Linked DNA regions of Mus musculus: region 1 is linked to region 2. The links are chromatin contacts, called in public promoter capture Hi-C maps. All regions are on one chromosome and are shown on one strand. The core of a region is the stretch at or near the end of the contact, and the rest is flanking DNA. Distances in the headings are between cores, read along the strand shown.

The links. Promoter capture Hi-C pulls out the DNA fragments that hold promoters and counts their contacts.
Region 1: a contact with region 2 is called in a promoter capture Hi-C map of macrophages, with 7 read pairs. The contact joins the promoter of Plch2 here to the promoter of Pank4 in region 2. A contact is called at or near these places in 3 of 39 promoter capture datasets (HPC-7-derived erythroid cells, embryonic stem cells and macrophages), 3 of 484 Hi-C or Micro-C datasets (nephron progenitors and rod photoreceptor), 6 of 115 datasets of contacts at active chromatin or transcription factors (the SCID.adh cell line, craniofacial prominence, embryonic forebrain and 1 more) and 3 of 9 other capture datasets (adipose tissue, liver and pancreatic islet).

What each region holds. Positions count from the first base shown.
Region 1 is chr4:155,009,680-155,012,379 of GRCm38.p6, forward strand. It overlaps Plch2 (phospholipase C, eta 2), which reads right to left and starts at 1,346. Exons shown (of 22, transcript NM_001113360.3): 1 at 960-1,346. The coding sequence starts at 1,305.
Region 2 is chr4:154,962,845-154,965,544 of GRCm38.p6, forward strand. Pank4 (pantothenate kinase 4) reads left to right here and starts at 1,279. Exons shown (of 20, transcript NM_001305804.1): 1 at 1,279-1,425. The coding sequence starts at 1,302. Gm42363 (a long non-coding RNA gene) reads left to right here and starts at 1,433. Exons shown (of 2, transcript XR_881640.3): 1 at 1,433-1,625; 2 at 2,182-2,469.

The sequences.
Region 1 (2,700 bases), core at 96-2,595, 47 kb after region 2:
CTCCCCTTGAGCCACCTGCCACCTCCTTTGTCAACTTCTGTCCCAGGGGAAGGACTTCAGGCCAGACCCAAGCCTATCTATGCCTAGGAAACCCAGGAGCCAGGGGGACAAATCTCCTGAGTGCCAGCAATGAAACATCAGCAGACAGGAGGTGCAGAAAACCACAGTGGTGCCAGGTCAGATGGCTTTCTGGAGGAAGCTCTTACTGGCCATAAGCAGAGGGGAACTGTAGGCATGGGGTGGAAAGTCAAGGTAGATAGGGCTCTCTAGGGGACACAGCCAGTGGGGACACAAGCGTGGTTGCTTAGTGCATTTGAGGTAGCGTTTGGGGACAGAGACTACTCTAGAACCCTGATGTGGTTCTAGAGTTAAGCCACTGAATGTGCACCTTCTGCTGCTGGAGCAAGGAGCAGCAAGTGAACCAGGCATCCCTGACCAGGGCCTCCGCCACTCCACACACTGAACCCTTCTACTGGCCACCCAACAGCCCTTTCCTTCTGTCCAGTGCTTCACAGTACAGGGCCTCCCTGACACCATCTAGAGACCATTGTGTCTACACCTGCATGCCTCCATAGCTACACTGAAGGTATTGTTGCCCCACAAAATTCCAAGGACCCCCCTCAGAAAGAGCTCTGAAGCCACATGAGCCACCCCCATACCCCCAGCACATTCAACCAGGGCTTTCTGGCTCCAGTTCTGCCTTGCCTTCTTCCCACTTGGAGTTCACCCTCCAAGCTCTGCTAAGGAGGTGGACAGGATTTCTGGCTGGGGGCAAAGAGGCAATGTTTCTGGGCCTGGAGATCCCAGAGGAAGAAGCAAAGGAATTGGGATGTTGGTGTGGCGAAGGAAGGATCCCAGGCCCCAGAGGCAGCCCTAACTTCCATAGGAAGCTATGCATCCTGTGGCCCCATAGGGCTTGGCCAGTCCCTAGGAGGGACTTGGTTTTTGCCCTTTCTTACCTACAAGGCTGAGCTGCCATCTTGGTGACACTACCACGCTCCCTCCAACCCAGAGGAGTACCTCTGCCAGGCAAGCCACGGCTCCTGTGGTCTGGCTGGCAGCAGACGGCTGGGGACCAGGCATATCCAAGCCGTAGTCCCCCAAGCCAAAAGGGACCCTCAGCGACAGGCCAAGCTGAGGTGTCAGCTGGCACAGGGGCTCCTCAGGGATCCCCTTCTCTCCTCTACCTCTTCGTCTTCCTCCTTGGAGCCCACTGAAGCCCCGCAAGGGCTGTTCCCAGGTCCCACTGGCATTGACCCAACTGCTGCCTGCGGCCCTGGATGGTCCCCAGGCCAGTCCGCCCATCCTCTAGAACCTCCAGGCCTATTTGAAGAAGATGAATGCCAGGGGTGGGGGAGCTGCCAAGCCTCACCCTGCCATCCTTGGCCAATCCGCCCAGTAATCCTGCTGGATTCAGCCCAGCTGGACAAAGGATTTAGGCCAGGGGAGGGCCCAGCTGCCAGCTCAGAGCAGGCTGCTTCATGAGCCACCAGACTCATGTTTGAGGCTGAGGCAAGGTAACAGGTTAGGCATGGGACCCTCCTGGGACATAAAACAGTGCTTACAAGACCAGGAGTGAGGGCCTCTGTGAGGACACTGCCCCCCAGGAGAGTCTGTCTGTCCACAGGTGTGGTCCTACATGAGGCTGTCTTCCTAACCCTGCCCATCCAGAGCTGGTATCTGTGTCTTTGTTTTGAGCTCTCACTTCCTGCTACTTGAAATCCTTGTACGTATAAGGACTTCCAACTTGATCCCCACTGTGTGGTAGTGAGCTGGTCCACAGATGGGACAAAAAAAGCAGACGCATGCTGTCCCAAACCCCAGGGCCAAGAACCCAGTCCCCTTTGGCTGGAGGCCAGAGCTAAGCCAGCGCAGGGCCAGCTAAGGCTAGGCAAGACAGGACAGACCTTTCTACTTTGACATCCAGTATGGGAAGGAGAATGTAGGTTCCCTGAGCCTTGTGCAGATTCCACTCCAAATCCCAGCCCTTCCCCACCCCCCAGCTGCCTTCTTCCCATGCCCAACAGAACCAAAGCTGTGGGGATATCCCACTACCCAGGGCACATTATCACTGTACTCTGCACCCAAGGCTGGACATATCCGGGTATCCAGATCTCTCATGACAGTCTCCTGACCCAGAGAGGACCCTGATCATCTGCCAGGACACCGGCCACCACTCCACACCAGCCTATGGGGCCACTGAGCATCTAAGACGTGCTCATCACTGCATTCAACTTTGCATGGTTTACTCAGGGCAAGCAGAGACAGGAGAGATGGTTAAGAAAGGGAGGTGGGGTTTCATCTCAGCTTCACCGCCTCTGGATCACGGCACCCCAGCTTCCTCCCTAACCAGGCTTCTGTTTCTGGCAAGGGACAGCTCATCCTGGGAGTCCTTGCCGGGGGAGGGGGGACTCCACATCCAATAGCCACATCACCCTGCTTCACAAAGTAGCCTGGGTACCCCTGTCCAGCCCACCCTCTTGACCCTGGCCTGCCTGTTCATGTGTCCTGGACAACAGGAAGCTCAGCCAGAAGGAATCAGGACCCACTGGGCCAGATCCAATATAATCAACTCACAGCCAAACCCAGGACCCAATTAGGAGCCTTGGCCAGAGGCCTTGCTGGCTGGAGGTGGACAGGCAGCCTGCCCTCTCTGCCACAAATTAGCATAAGGAACCATTTACCACCAGGACAGGAAGT
Region 2 (2,700 bases), core at 29-2,528:
AAACTATGAGCCTGGTAGGTATGGGCTATTGTCTAAGACAGGGTGTCCGCTTTAAGGCAGGCTATAGGTTAGTCAAGTTCACAGGGCTCTCCAAAGGCAAAACCCATGGAGCAAGAAGTGGGAAGGTGTGTCTACATGTCTTCTGAAGGACAAAGTCATAGATGTGGCTCCCATCCCGACTTGGATCTTTCCCATCTAGAAGTTCATTAGCCACCACCCCCCTCTTATTCCTATCCACTCTGCCAGGGACCACCTGAGGACCCTTCTGTGACCCACGTATAGTAAGCAAGGACAGAGAACCTCATCTGCACTCATTTAGCTTACCACAGGAGCAGCAGAACTTCTACAGATGGGGAGGAGGCCAGTGCCCTTGTGGAGTGTCCTACACACAGGCCGGGCATACTCCACTTACAGGGACTGAAGTTGCTGGGTCACCTCACTCTCAGGAGCCCTGCCACTCTGGAGCAGGCTCTCCCATTCAGAGTACACCCACTCTGTTGGCAGGCACATACAAGGTTGCCTCCTCTCGGAATCAATGTAGATAGATATATGGCAGCTGAGCCTGCGCACTGCCTCAGTCCTGTGCTCCAGGAGCCTGGCAAGTCAGTGAGCAACTGCCTGCAGACAGAACCTTGCAGAGAGCGAGGTATTAAGTTACACGATGGCCCTCTTGGAGGACACAGTGCTCTCTCTCAAGGGACTTAAATCAACAGGAACTCCAGATCACCTCCACTTTGAAGCCCGGTCCCCTCTTCCATGCGCCCTCTCCCTTTCCCTCCTATACTTTGCAAAGATTGCTGTTAAACTGCCGATCTTCCCCAGCTGCAGACGCACGACCCTATTCATATCCCTTCCCCCTGGCTGGGCATTTCTCGAATGTAGGGTCTTTAAAACTACTCCAATTAACATGGGAGTTTTAGAATTGAAGGTCCCACTTCTTTGGGAAACCAGGATGGTGGGTCACCCTAGCAGAAATTACAGCAGCTTGCAGGGCCAGCCTCACAGCAAGGAGATATGAAAGCACGATCGCCAAAATCAACCCAAGTTAGCATCTAGCCAGCTCAGCGAAAGAACAATATTCCAAAAGCTTCATATTGGTAGTTTGGAAAATAACGGCCCTCCCTTCCCAGTCCTGGCCTCTGGGACACTTGCTTGTCTAGGACGGTCGGGTGGCCTGGCCTCCAGCACAGGCGGACGGGGGGCGGAGACTCATTAGCATAATTTATGCACGCGGTCGTTTAGCAGTCAATTATATGCGCATATATTTCCATGGCTGATGAGGCTGGCCGGGCACTTTCAAAATGGCGGAGCGTGGAGCGAGTGGCGGCGGGAGCGGCGGGGACAGTCTGGACAAGAGCATCACGCTGCCCCCCGACGAGATCTTCCGCAACCTGGAGAACGCCAAGCGCTTCGCCATTGATATAGGTAGACACGGACCGGGTACTCAAGAAAGTGGCCGGAGCAGTGGGCGCGGGCGGCCAGCCAGCGGGGGCGGCGGGAAGGACGAAGGGCGGGGGCGCGGGCCATGCGCACAGCCTCACGGGTCGCCGCACAGCCTCTCGGGACTCATAGTGTGCGCGGCGTCAAGGTGCGGGACCGAGCGGGCTGTGGGACTCCAGCTCCCGGTAGGCGCTGCGCGGTTGGAGCGGGGCACGTCGGGCCTCGTAGTCCGCGCAGCGCCGGTGGCTCAGTGGAGGGACGGGCGGGGCGGGTGGCCTCGGGGGTCCTCATCTGCTCAGAGTCCCCCGGGATGAGGCTGGCCATGGCCCCGCGGCGCACTCCGCCGGAGTTCCGGCTTCCCAGTGAGCTGTGGAGACGTTGGGCCTGGACACTTGTCGAGCGCTGCAGCGTGGACCGTGGCTACGGCCGCCGCCTCCTGCGCGCCTAGGAGTTCACCTTCCTGCCGACCCGCTACAGGCCCACCTTAGATCCCCTTCGCGCGTTGGGCAGCCTCATGCCCACTAACAAGTCCTCGGGGGAGGTTCTTTCATCGCCCTGGTGTGCAGATGCGGAGACCAAGGCACAGAAGAAGGCTAGCTTTCTCCGTGGTCTCTCTATTCGTAGATCCAGGATGGGAGCCGGCCAACGCTCCCCCTCCCCCTCCCCCACCCCTACCCCTGTCCCCCAAGCTCTCTGCTCTGCATCCTGTTATTGAGGAGCTTTGTACCCAATTGCTTGCAGGCGTTTCCCCGCGTATCTCTTGATGCCAGCATTGTCAGTGAGGCCCCACACAGCCGGGCAGCATCCGCAGTCTTGGACTTATCTCCGTGAATCAATGGGTGTGCTGCTGGCTCTTAGCCTCCTTGGAAAGCCTAGGTTGTTAAGAGACTGTGAAGAATCTCGTTACTTCTGGAATATTGAATAAGTCCCCCACCCTCTTGCTTTTGGGTTGTCTCTCTGACGTGTTCTTCCTTGGGAGGAATGAGGAATGGAAGAGAAAGTAAAGATGGCCTGCTGGCTTGTCCTGTGTTCCAGCTTTATCAAGGGCTCAGGAGGGTGGTGGAGTGGGCCAAGATTCTACTAGCACCTGAGATAACTCGGTGACTGGCTGTATATTAGTTTAGAAGTGATGAGCTTGCAGCCCCAGCAGAGGGGACTGTCCACAACCTGACCTCTCCAAAGGCCCCAAGGCAGCTGTTCCAGGATCCTGAAACCTTCACTCCAGGGCTGGGTTTTATGCTTTGCCCTGTGGTCTTATAC